2 separate regions of the Zea mays genome follow, and region 2 is linked to region 1. Evidence: chromatin contacts called from public Hi-C data. All regions are on one chromosome and are shown on one strand. The core of a region is the stretch at or near the end of the contact, and the rest is flanking DNA. Distances in the headings are between cores, read along the strand shown.

What was found. Hi-C and Micro-C count contacts between places; a contact is called where the count stands out from the background.
Region 2: a contact with region 1 is called in a Hi-C map of leaf, with 3 times the contacts expected there. The contact joins the promoter of LOC100275303 here to the enhancer-like site in region 1. A contact is called at or near these places in 5 of 25 Hi-C or Micro-C datasets (ear, endosperm, leaf and 1 more).

What each region holds. Positions count from the first base shown.
Region 1 is chr1:66,607,022-66,613,691 of Zm-B73-REFERENCE-NAM-5.0, reverse strand. No RefSeq gene overlaps it. Among protein-coding and RNA genes, the nearest start is that of LOC103635822, 33 kb to the right of the region's middle. Within about 2 kb of position 5,196, at least 19 of the 20 cell types and tissues checked have an H3K27ac peak or open chromatin away from gene starts, as enhancers often do. A contact at or near this core is called in ear, endosperm, leaf and 1 more, where this site is marked.
Region 2 is chr1:66,700,269-66,706,507 of Zm-B73-REFERENCE-NAM-5.0, reverse strand. It overlaps LOC100275303 (zinc finger CCCH domain-containing protein 15 homolog), which reads left to right and starts at 1,385. Exons shown (of 2, transcript NM_001331166.1): 1 at 1,385-1,549. The coding sequence starts at 1,430.

The sequences.
Region 1 (6,670 bases), core at 3,947-6,446:
AGGGATATGGTCAGCTCATAGTTGATTCCATTATATCTCTCGTTAACACCGAACCAAACACTTAAAACTCACCCTAACGGGACATAAAAAGGGAGACACATGTTCGTTTTGACTCGTGGGCGTGCCACCGTAGCCGTAACGCCTCTAATAGGCGTTGCATTTTGGGTGCCCTCACCAAGGAGAGAAAAAATATCTACCCTCTGTCAGAATCATTAAATACACTTTCTTTCTTTTTCTTCTTCTAATGCATGCCCATATGTATCTCCTTGTTTGGATGGGCTTTTATTTTATATTGCCACGTAGCTAGCACTATATATAGTTAGTAAGACAGCATTCGGGATATGTGACCGGTGATTTTGCCTCTCTGCATGCGTTGGGTCAGTCTTAAAGATGCTCTTCAAGTTCCGATCCTGGCAGGACGGGAAGGTGGTAGGTGGTAGATGGCACTACGGCATTGTCAGAAATTAGAGGTGGAGTACATCTTCATCTTGCTTCATCTAATAATATAATAATAATGGAACCCGTACTAAAATCTGAACGGAACGATTGGCATGGACCGCCGCATATCCCGTAACGAGGAACGTGATCACGGCACGAGGAACACACGTTCTCAAAAATTAATCTGGCCGACGACGACATTTATAGCGGAATGCCATAAGTTAACGCAGGTTTGGATCAAGTTTAAAACTTTGACGGATTCTGGAACAATATAGGGATCAGATGCTGGATATAGCTGAACTCCTCCTTCGTACAGCTCGACTCCAGCCGTGCAGCCTGCAATCCCTATCTAGGTTGGGCGTACAAGTGGATCGGAAGAGGGTGTCCATATTTTTTATAGTGTTTATATAAGAGTTGCGAGATAAATACAGAAGCAATTTTTAGTGGTGGTATAGTCATATAAAATCAAGGGGACGGTATTGTCCCCGTCTCATTCTACTTTGACCTCAAACCAAACATATGGTGACTAATGAAATACTGAATTACTGTAACTGACGATGCAACATGATGGCTCGTAATTAATCTCTATATATGCTTGTTGTACGCGCTCCTGTTGATTATTTGATTAATTATCATCTCGATGCAATTATTATATGAACGTGTTCATGATGGAGTTGGACCGAACCGAGCAGCAAGCAGCTGGCTATTAACCAAGTCCGCGCAGCACCAGCAAGACAGCAGCGACCCGTACGTCGTCGGTGGCGGCGGCGTGTTTCTCTTTCTTCTTCCGCGCACCTGCTTCCAGTCCTTACGTACCATCATCCTCCCGTCATGTATTCTTCCCCGTACACGGAACGTGACCACGTTCCTGGCTGGCTGGCTGGCTGCTTAGGGCGTCCTCCCGACCAAGACTGATGACTCAGCTAGCTATTTGAATTAATGCGTAGTACGTACATATGGATCAGCATGTGTATGTATGACGAACGAGAAGATGCATGCATACGAGATCGAGTCAGCGCGCGCTTGCCTCACCCAGCCACAACGCGACACAACAGACTAGTTTTTCTATGTGATGTACATGTACTGACGTGCATGCATGGTCCATGCGTACGTGGAAGTATTTTAAAAAATACAACTACCTAGCTTCAATCAGAGCTTCAATCAGGCGGTTTTTTTTGGCTTTGCCAAACCAGCTGTGTCCGGTAGTGATAATTAAGAGACGTATACTTGACACAAACATAATCATTAGGACACGCGCAACTCTATTTAATATAGATTCTCTCGAGAGGTCCGTATAGGCTAATTGAAAAAAATACAAGATACGGTCCTACACAATTTTCTATACATATTGTCTCTTAGTTGTATTTATGGTCTAAAGTCTCATATCTTACAGTTTCGTAACTGTCTCTTGTATTTGGAAAACTGAACCACCGTCTCACCGTTATACGACAACATCATTACAGTTCAGTTCAAAGGTTGAAACTTGAAACACAAATAGCCGCCACACGTCAACATGAGTGTGACAAATTAATAAAACTAGTTCCCAACTGCATGCCTCGATCGTATAAGCCGCCACAAGTCACGGTCAAAGGTCATAAGGCTCACATAGGCCAATATCTAAATGCTAAAGGCTAGAGTTCTTAGGGCATGTACAGTGGAGAGACACCAAAACGGTTTTCCAAGCACAGGAGACAACTAAGAGACTATATTGTACAATGGAGTGTCTATAAACGTAGTCTATTAATAAATACAGAATTAAATGTATTTGTATAGCATCAGATCGATAGAACAGACGACAAATTTGTACAGTGGCAAGTGATGCGTCTGTTGTTACTTGGTTTACGAGCCAGAGGCGTCTCTTCACGGAGAGATGGCTCTAAGATTTTTTTGCAAATAACCCCCTAAAACACCTTAAGAGCCCCCACATTAAACACCACTGTAAATGCCCTTATCCTATCAAGGCAACAACTACGTATTAGGATAATGGTAAACCGGTAATAATACGACGATGGAAAGTACAAGATAAGGGCATCAACATCAATCATGCATGGTTCCATGCATGTTTCTTGCTCCTGTATAGCTAGCTCACCGGCTGTGACCACTTCATCTTGGTTAGACTACTCCAGGTCCATTTCTTTCTCATTCACTTGTTCTTCATTTTTCAGACGGGAGTTGTCCTTCTTCAGTCTCAGCTGAGCCAATCTAGCACTCCTACACAAGTTTGTGACCTCCTTGGGCCCGGTCATAGCGATGCAGCCTCCAACCAATCTAAGTACTCTAGTGTGTCATATTTCTAACGGCAACGGGACTAGACTAAGACGGAGGACAGAAGATTAGTAAATATATATATATATATATTTTTATAAGTTGTACCCACTTTTTAAATTGAGAACAAATTTTGAGTTTATAAATTTATATGTCCATGTGTGGCTATTGTACTTTGTTGATCCTATTGAGGGCAACTGCAGAAAGGGCTCGACCATTTGGGGCCAAATAGTGTCTAAGTACAACTTCATAGTCGAACCTCCTCCCCATCGTACCCCTAAGCAGCTGAAGAATTGGTGGTCCACGAGAAATCGCAAGATCAGCCTCTTCAACAACATATAGAACCGATTGTATACGTTCTAACCGAGCAGATTAGATGATGTTATGCTATTGAAAGTGAGAAACGAGAGCTTCCACAACAGGTCTGATGAAACAGACTTCAAGCTGGAGCACACATGATGTGCTCTTCGCCATTAGCCTAAGTGGTGTGTGTGACAGGGTGGACGACAGCAGCTATATGATCAAACGATCATGTCTCAACATGGAAGGTGATTATAGCTTTGCATTGTTGGAAAACATCGGACCAACATGCCCTATTGATTGTGATAGGGCAAGAGCTCAATGCAAAGGGAAGAGGCTAGCAACAAGTACGAGCGAGTCCCTTGTTATGGAGAATAGCATGATGAACAAGCTCTACAAAGCCAATGAGATGTCAAGTCTGATCAAAATTGTATGAGCATTTCACCAAGTTGCTGGATTAGTCCACCGCCGTTATAGACGATGTCATAAAATAAGACCCACAGGTTGACTGTAAAAAAATTGATCAAGCAATTAAAACTAGATGGGAAAGAAGAGGTGGAGAATGACGACAACGAGGGGACTAGTATTTATCATTTTTTATGAACTATGTCATTTTTATTTTATTTACTTTGTTTGATTATGTAATTTTTACTTAATTACATGATCGAATTATATTTTCCCAATCTAAAAAGAAAAACTGATGGAGCATCGAAGTTGTTGCAGCCTGATGGTAAATGCTATATATTAGAGCGCTACAGTAGATAAGAGCTAATGATGGTCGATAGCGGAGTCCATAATGTGATCAATAGCTGAGCAAGGTTAATAATATAACTCATAGCAAGCTATATTGGAGTCTCACTTTCAGCTGGCTATTAGTGAACAACACACTTTCTCTCTCCATTTTATCTTCATTCCATGTCACCATAAATTTGACATGAGATGCCTTAGAGTCTGATTACATCATTATACTTGCTCTAGTGCGACTAAGAGCATCTCCACTAGTTCGTAAAAAAAGACTTTCTAAACTCAGATTTAGCATGTCGCTAAACACATATTGGAAACAAAATCAACCATAGTCTCCAACAGTTCCCAGTTCCTAGGTTATTAAATATTTTTAAATTAGGATAACTCGATTTTTCTAGTTATTACCTGTAACTTCAAATTAGGTTTTATTTGTATGATAACGTTTAATAATAATCGTTCTTCTCTTTATTGATATTTTTCATTCTGTTGTGAATCGTGGTTGGTCATTTTTCTCTAAATTTTTGGATGGGTCATCTTCAGACTTGTCAGATGAGGATGATGAATCCATCTTTTTCGCAACTCATACAATTCAAAGTGCATTTCTTGTACATAGTGCAAATTTGATGCCGGACAAATGATTTTACAGTGTGATTGACGCGCAAAATAGGCTATTGGAAATTTGGAAGTGTGCGAGAGGTCCCCAAGTTTAAGGACTAAATAGGGATATTTTAGGTAGTTTGTATACTTAGTGAAACTCTCTCTATATCTCTCCTTATAATTGCACTGTCATGTCACCAAGCATGGTGATGTGTCACCATATTTAATGAGTATGAAACTCCCGTTGAGAATTGCACTCTCATTGATGATCCACGCAACTCCCATTGAGAGTTTTATGGGAGGTGATAGGGTTTTATGGGGACGGAACTCTGCGGTTGTTGAAAGTTGATGTGGCGGTATTGGAAATTATAACCGAGAATAGACTAAGAATGTCTCCAATATAGTGTGGAAAATCGGGGACACGAAACTATAGATAATACCACTGTTTGTAGAGAATTTTTTTAAAATAATGTATGATATTGGGGATATACTAGAGATAGTCTAATACTAGTTAAAATCGCTTGAATTAAATTCAGCCTTAAGTTGGATCGGCATGGGTAGTTGCGGGGGTTTGAACTCCACGTGCGGGATTCCATGTCTCCAAGGCGGCGCCAGCTGGTCGTGCCCACGGCATTTTCTTCCAAATGACGCGGTGGGGGTCCGGCGGCCACGGCATCTGCAAACGGGCGATGCGGTCTCCTATTATCCTAGTACTAGTATCTCGCGCGGATCGGGACGGTTTAAGGGTCAGCGTCCGGCTCCCGCGGCGCGTCACGCAGGACGTTCGCGCTCGCTTGGAAATCCACATGGCCCGCGGGACCCAGCGAGCGGTGTCTCGTACCGCGTGCGCGCGTGAATGGTGTGGGCGCGGCGTTGGGTTGGGCACCGTGTGGGGCTCACCCGTCACGGGATACGCGCGGCGTAGGTGTTCCGACCTCAAGCGGACTGGATTTAGACTGGCGTACTGTACTTTAAATTGTAGATAAGATTGCCGTCCCCTCCTCTTTGCGACGACTGGATCCTCTGTGTATTAGAAAACTAGACATTATTAATTTTAATTTAAATTCAGAAGAGCAGTGTTATATAGGTGCGTATATGAATGTATCACTACTCGCATAAGTAATAAATATAAATAAAACATGGACAAGTACAACAGAAAGCACCCCTACGGAGGGACCGATGCTCAAGGTATCAGTGGCTCCATTCACACGAGACATCTCGTGTGTATGTTCGATGGAGTCGTACACAGTCGATGCAGGAATATATACGCCATGCAGTCCCTCGAACGGTCGCTGGAAGACGAACAACAGAAGTAGACGAAGCGCTTCTGGTCGAACGGATGAAGCAAGCAGTCACGAGTACGCTTCCAAAAAAACCTGATCGCACGCACACCCGTGCAAGTGTACCTCCACGGGCGGCGATTTCGGAGGCCTGCTCTCCCACTCTCTCTGTGCTCGCAGAAGGTGGGACGGGAACGTGCTGTTTACAATACGTGTAAGAGATCGCGCGTGTGTCCGGAAGAGCGTCCTCACCCTCGATTAATTCTTATACGCAACTAGAAGGAGAGGAGAAGGACAACAGACAGTAACAGTCGCGCCATTAGAACTAGAAACTGAGGAAGGTCATCATGACGGTCATCACTCCAGGTAAATGCGCATCCGTTTGAAAGAAATATTCGGACCAAGGTTCGATCTACCACAAGCCACGCCCGGCCGGCGGCGGAGGGCGCGCGCGTGTGGCACTGCTTCATTTTTCTCAATTTTCAATAGATGCGCAATGGTCCACCTATTTAAGTTGAATTATTTGTCCCTTGAACTTTCAACATGGTGCTAAATTATTAGTACACCATAGCATTAAAGTGGATCATTAGCATTGACTATTATTGAATATTAATTTGGTCCAAGCCCACGTTAAATCGACACTATATATAGTGTTTCTCTCTCATCTGCTCTATCCATTCGAATACTTTAAACAACCGGTTTAGCAAAACTAAAATATGTACAATACATTTGAGAGTATGAAAAATAGGTATGTACAAAAATTAAAAATTAAAAATATCTCTAAAATAAGTATTGCGTATAGAGAACGTAATTTAGAGGACGTTGTTGGAGAGGAAGAAGATATAGAGAATGGAATTTTTTAGAGCAGACTGTAAAGAACATATATAGAGGATAGAAATAGAGAACGTTGTTGGAGATAGTCTTTACGAGGTCACAGACAAATCAGCGTGGACCTTCCGTTTGAGTTGGTGCACAAATCAGTTTAAGGTCCCGTTTGGTTTGAGTGACTAAAGATTAGTCCATCCATTTTAGTCTCATTTAGTCCC
Region 2 (6,239 bases), core at 136-2,635, 97 kb before region 1:
TCTTGCATCAACCCATCTGGGCAGGGGCACGCAACGACAAATTCACTAGTCGGTTGAGGGTCCTCGCGGGTCCAAAACGCCGACAAATATTTAGGATTAAAACTTAGACTAGATAGCGATACTTACAAAAAAACCTAGTTTGCACATTCTAAATTGTTAATTTGCATATGTTTTACTCTATGGATTTAATTGTGGCCTAGTTTAGAGAATAGTTTTTAGAAGTTCTAATTCACCACCTTTTAGACGTCACCGTTTCCTACAGTAGGAGTGGTGGCACGGGCGGGAGATGCGTGTGAGGAAGGTGACCGCACATGGTGAGGGTCGTCGTCGATGGTGGAGAGGTGTGGCACGATGGTCGTAGGCGAGCGATTGGAGCGAGGTCAGTTACACCGCGCGTGGGGAGGGACGACGCAATATCGGGGGAGGGGGGCGACAGGATGGCGTGGGCAATAACGGTGTACATTCATGGGAGACAGAACCAAAGGTGGCAGCCTACCTCTTGCGTTCTTCGTAGTAGTAGGGATTCTACCAGAGACGAAAAAATACTGACTTTATTAAAATGTTCACCACTATATTAGATTTAAAACGTTCATGTGAGTATGGAGGCTCATGGGCCATTTGGCAAAGTTCCCAAGCCAAACAACTAAACCTTGTTCCCAAGCCAAACAGCTAAACCTTGTTCGGTTCCATTCGAATCTGAGGCGAGGATTAAATATCTCCAATTACCTTCAATCTATCCCTAACCAAAAAAGCTCTAAGAGGACGTTTGGCGGAGCTCACATAGCTCCACTTTCAGCGAAAATCAAATCACTTTCGAGTTCCGCACAGCCAAACGACAAAAAACGGAACTACTATCGGAGGCAGAGTGAATGCAGTCTCCTTTTGTACTAGAAAGTGAGAGTAAAAAAACTAGCTTCTCGTCACTCATAACTTGCTCCCCACTCACTTTACAAATTATTTGCCAAACAAATTTTATCAGATGGATTCACTTCTGCTAGAGAATTATTCAAAATTATTATATTAAAGAATCAACACTCGAAGCTAGATAATTATGTAGCGGAGCTCTGCCAAAAGTCCGTATTAAGTAGGGATCATACGAGAATTATTTCTTCATTCATGCTGGGAGCTAAAAAATGTGCTTCACCAAGCTCCGTATTATGATGGAATTCTCATCACCTTCTAACCGTGCTTTCTCTTAGGAATAGAATCACTTCATCAAAGAATCAATGAGCAGAGTTCAAAGAATTAGGTAGCGGGCCTCTCCCAAAAGGTGCCTCGTAAGCCCAAAATACGTTTTGGTAGGAACTCAACAAAGGCGCCCTCAACAACAGGGCTTTCCGGTTTGATTAGGGCCTGATCCGTTTCGTAGTTTTTTTTTCTCGGTAATCCAGCCGTTTTCCCTTTCCCCAGAGATTCGCATATTCTCGCGATGGGAGCGGAGGAAGCAGAGGGTACTCCCCCGCCGCTGCCCGCCACCGGCGAGCCCGCAACCACGGCAAGGGCGCAGCCAATATCTGCAGCACAATTCCTCTCCTGGAAGCAGCGCAAGGTCTTTCCTTCCTCCCTTACCCCCAATAAAGCTTCGCCTACTTCTTTTACCATCAATTTAGGGTTCGATCTAGTTTCCTGTCCGTCGGGCCAGTAGCTGGATTAGATTTGTATCTCTAGGGATTTCCCGTTTACTAAGCTGAACAAGTAGATGTGATTTTGATTTGCTGGATTAAGCTTCATTCGCGTGGCAAATATGCGACACGTTTACGACGCCAGCGGATTTACTCTGACAATTCATCGTTATAGAAGCACGAGAATACATTCCATTTCATTTATCCGTTTAGGTTGCCTAAATAATCGTGAAATCTTGTGATACACAGAATAGTTCGTACTTCTGTTTCTTACCAGATATGCATACAAATACAGATAGATGGGGAACTGTTAATTGAAACGGGAAACATATATCATATTCGTAACAAACGAACACAAGTGTCTAAATAGCCATCCCAGTTTAAGCTGGTTGTTTTTTCAGTTATTGAATAATTACAGTTTCTGTTTAATTTATTCATTCTTGTTTTGATTATATATTGATATTCTAAACTGTGTGGTCATCTTTAAGGGAGGCAGTGTTACTGTTTTATTGTAACCTTACCAAGAATGAGGAGCTATTATTGTTTCATTCTTATCTTCATCTTCACAATTCACATTGCGTGTGTTTGCCTGTTTCTGTTTGGTTGTGCGTCCCGTGGTAGCCTGGCTCACTACATGCGTTGACTGGGCCTCTAAATGTATCCAGTTGCCCGCATGGAGATGGTTGAGCACGCATGCATCGGTGCAGATTATGTATTTGCGGAAGTCTTTAACCTGCACCTGGGGATACGCGTGAAAGCGGCGTATGTGCTGGGCCATGCTCGCGTGAGCCCGGCTGCATGGACGCAGGCTTCCAATTACCACCATTCTTATTGCTCAAGTACCAAATAGGCTTGCCAAATTTGTGCACTATATTTCAATCTATACTGGAAGCATACATTTTTCAAACACTGTATATTCCTGTACACAGTCCTTATGGTCTTTTCTGGCTCTGGCTATTGATGTCCATGCTAAGTGTAGGGAGAATTTTGTTATTGTCATACCCTGAGGTTATGTTGTCATCTGGCAGTTCACTGCTTGAGCCATGACATGTCTCTATGTAACTCTCTTAGTGACGCTCCATATCAGAACCCGAGCATGGTGTTAAATGGGCAAGGGTTGATTCAACATCCCTTTGGTGACGCGTCGTGTTGTGATTTGGGCACGATGTTATATAAGGATCGAGTCGCTGCTTCCTTAGTTGTGTGCTACGTCGCTACATCGGCGCCCGAGTGTAGTAAAAATGTGCAAGGGTCTTTACATCACCAACAGGTGCGAAGGGTAAGGAAGCTAGTCGGACTAACTGAGATCCATTTAGGTAGTTGGAATGTAGCATCATTTACAGGTAAGTTAAGAGAGTTAGTTGAGACATCGACTAGGAGGCGTGTAAAATATCTTATGCATTCAAGAGACTAAATGAAAGGGTCAAAAGGCGAAGGAGGTGAACAATACTGGCTTCAAGCTTTGATACATAGGGACGGCTGCAAATAGAAATGTAGTAAGAGTTTTGATTGATAAGAGCCTAGTGTGTGGTGGATGTGAGAAGACAAGGAGAAAGATTATCTTAGTGAAGCTTGTCGTGGATGATTTAGTCTTGAACGTAATTAGCACGTATGCCCCCTAAGTAGGCCAAGATGAAAGTGCTAAGGGCCTTTTTGTGAAGACTTAGATAACATGATTAGAGCTATACCTATTAGCGAGAAGCTTTTCATAGGAGATCTCAATGGGCATGTAGGTACAACAAATGCAGGTTTCAAGGCGGTTCATGGAGGTTTTGGGTATGGTAGTAGGAATTAGGAGGGAGAGGAAGTCTTGGACTTTGTGGTAGTTTTTGATAGGTTGATAGCCAACACTTTCTTTAGGAAGAGTGAATATCATTTAGTGATCTGTAGGGCAAACACTCTAGTTAGATTGACTTTGTCTTCACAAGAAAAGAAGATAAACGAGCATGCTTGGATTGCATGGCAAGGTGATACCTGGGTAGTGTGTTGTCTCTCAACATAAACTTATGGTGGCTTTTCAGGTGTGTCCGTAGGGATAAATAAGCCAAAATTACGAAAACAAAGTGGTGGAAACTGAAAGGAGAGACCTTAGAAGTCTTAAGGAAAGGGCCATCAAAGAGGACACTTGGAAGGAAGAAGATGACACATACACATGTGAGAAGATGGCAACCTGAAAGGAGAGACCTTAGAAGTCTTAAGGAAATGGCCATCAAAGAGGACACTTGGAAGGAAGAAGATGACACAGACACATGTGGGAAGATGGCAACTTGCATTCAGAAGGTAGCCTCAAAGGCGTGTGGAGCAACTAAAGGGAGTGGAGGCAAAGCTAAAGGTATTTGGTGGTGTAACGAGGAAGTTCAAAGTGCTACTAAGGAGAAGAAAGAATGCTTATATACATTTGTACCATGACAAGTGTGTGGACAACATAGAGAAGTATAAGGTAGCAAAGGAGACCGCAAAACAACTTGTAAATGTGGTAAAGGGTAGGACGTATGAGGATCTTTATCAACATTTGAGTATGAAGGAAGGAGAGAATGACATATGTATAATAGCTAGGGTTCGTGAGAGAGAGAAGGGACTTTAAATAAGTCAAATGCATTAAGGATGAAACAGAGCACCTCTTGGTGGAGGATGAGATCAGACATAGATGGTAAAGTATTTGAGAATTTGTTCATTATGTAGAATGAGGACATAACCTTTTAGGGGGATGATTCTTTTGATGACACCAATATGCGCTTTATGCGTAGGATCCAAAATTCAGAGGTTAGATAACCATTGAAAAGGATGAAAGGGGTAAGGCGATGGACCTTGATGGTATCTCAATTGTGGCATGGAGATGCCTCAGGGCAATGGTGGACCTAGGTTTCTCATATAGGGTGCACCACAACAAATTTTTCATATACAATTATGGGTGGCTTGACCGTCACAATTGTAGAGAGATGTAGATGCGGAAAACTCAGCTTCACTCAGAACAGAAAGAAAAATGAGATCAAAACAACTATGAACTTCAGCCAATAAAGTAGAAATAATCATCAAAAGCAACCCCTTTTAATTGAGAGCCATTTTAGAAATATCTTAAACATAAAGAACAAAAACAGTACAAGGTTCAAAGTTTACAGTAGATGACAGAACAGAGTAAACTAGCCGGCTTGTGGACAAGCAAATGGACGTATACCAAAGAAGAAGAAAAATCCGCTTAAACAAAGGAAACCAACAAATACGTCATGTACCTTTCAAGCACTCCACTACGTGCTAGTAGCAGTAGTAATATGTGTGCGGTGCCGCGGTGCGTGTGCCACTCCTAGTACTGACGCGAATGATATGGATGCCATGACTGCCCTTGACAAATTTACTTAGTAGTACTCTGGTATTAGAAAATGATCAGTGTTCCTACCTGTAACACTCAGTTCTTTCTATGAGCAAGATGAGAATCCCCGCTGGTATTGGCCTCTGGTGGCTGGGGGGGGCATAGCGGCTAGGACGCTAGGCGTTGTACGTGAACGCGACGCTGTCTGGTAGCTAGGCGAGACGAGATACGACGGAGGCATGAATCGTGGTGCGCGCGGCCGGGGCGAGGTCTAGATGGGCTGGGCTGCGGCTTAGGGTGTGCCATGGCCCACCTAGACCCTCCTGTGGGTCCGCCTTTGCCTTGGGGATATAGATATAGTATGGCTAACCAAGTTGTTTAACCATATCTTTCGTTTGAATAAGATGCGTGATGAGTGGAGGAGAATTATATTTGTACGAATCTACAAGAATAATGGAGATATTCAAAATTTTACTAATCACCGAAGAATTAAATTGATGAACCATACTATGAAGCTATGAGAGAGAGAGAGAGAGTTACCGAGCATTGCCTGTCCGAGAGGAATAACGAGGATCTTTATGAACCAATTTGGTTTTATGCCCGGAAGGTCAACCATGAAAACCATTTTATTAATAAGACAAGTGATGTAGTATAGAGAACATAAGAAGGACCTACACATGGTTTTCATTAACTCGGAGAAGGCTTATGATATAATACCAAGAAGTGTTATGCGGTGGGTTTGAACAAACATGAAGTTCCAACAAAGTACGTTGGACTCATTAAGGACATGTACAACAATGTTGTGACTAGTGTTCGAACGAGTGATGCAGACACAAATCACACTATTAGAATATGACTACATCAAGAGTCAAGTTTGAGCACTTACCTTTTTTGCTTTGGTGATGGATGAGGTCATAAAGGGACATACAAGGGGATACCCTTGGTGTATTACAAACGATGTAGTGGTAGTTGATGAAAGTTGGGTATGAGTAAATAGAAAAGTGGAGTTGTGGTAGGAGACTTTAGAGTCCAAAGGTTTTAGACTCAATAGAACTAAACCAAATATATGAGTTGTGACTTCGGAACTACTACACATGAATAAGGAGATGTTAGTTTGGAAGGTCAAGCAGTGCATAGGAAGGATACCGTTCGGTATTTAGGATCAATGCTATAGAGAGATGGGGATATTGATGATGATGTTAGTCATAGAATCAAAGTAGGGTGGATGAAGTGGTATCAAGCATTTGGTGTTCTATGTGATAAGAGGGTGGCACAAAAGCTAAAAGGCAAGTTTTATGACGACGATTAGA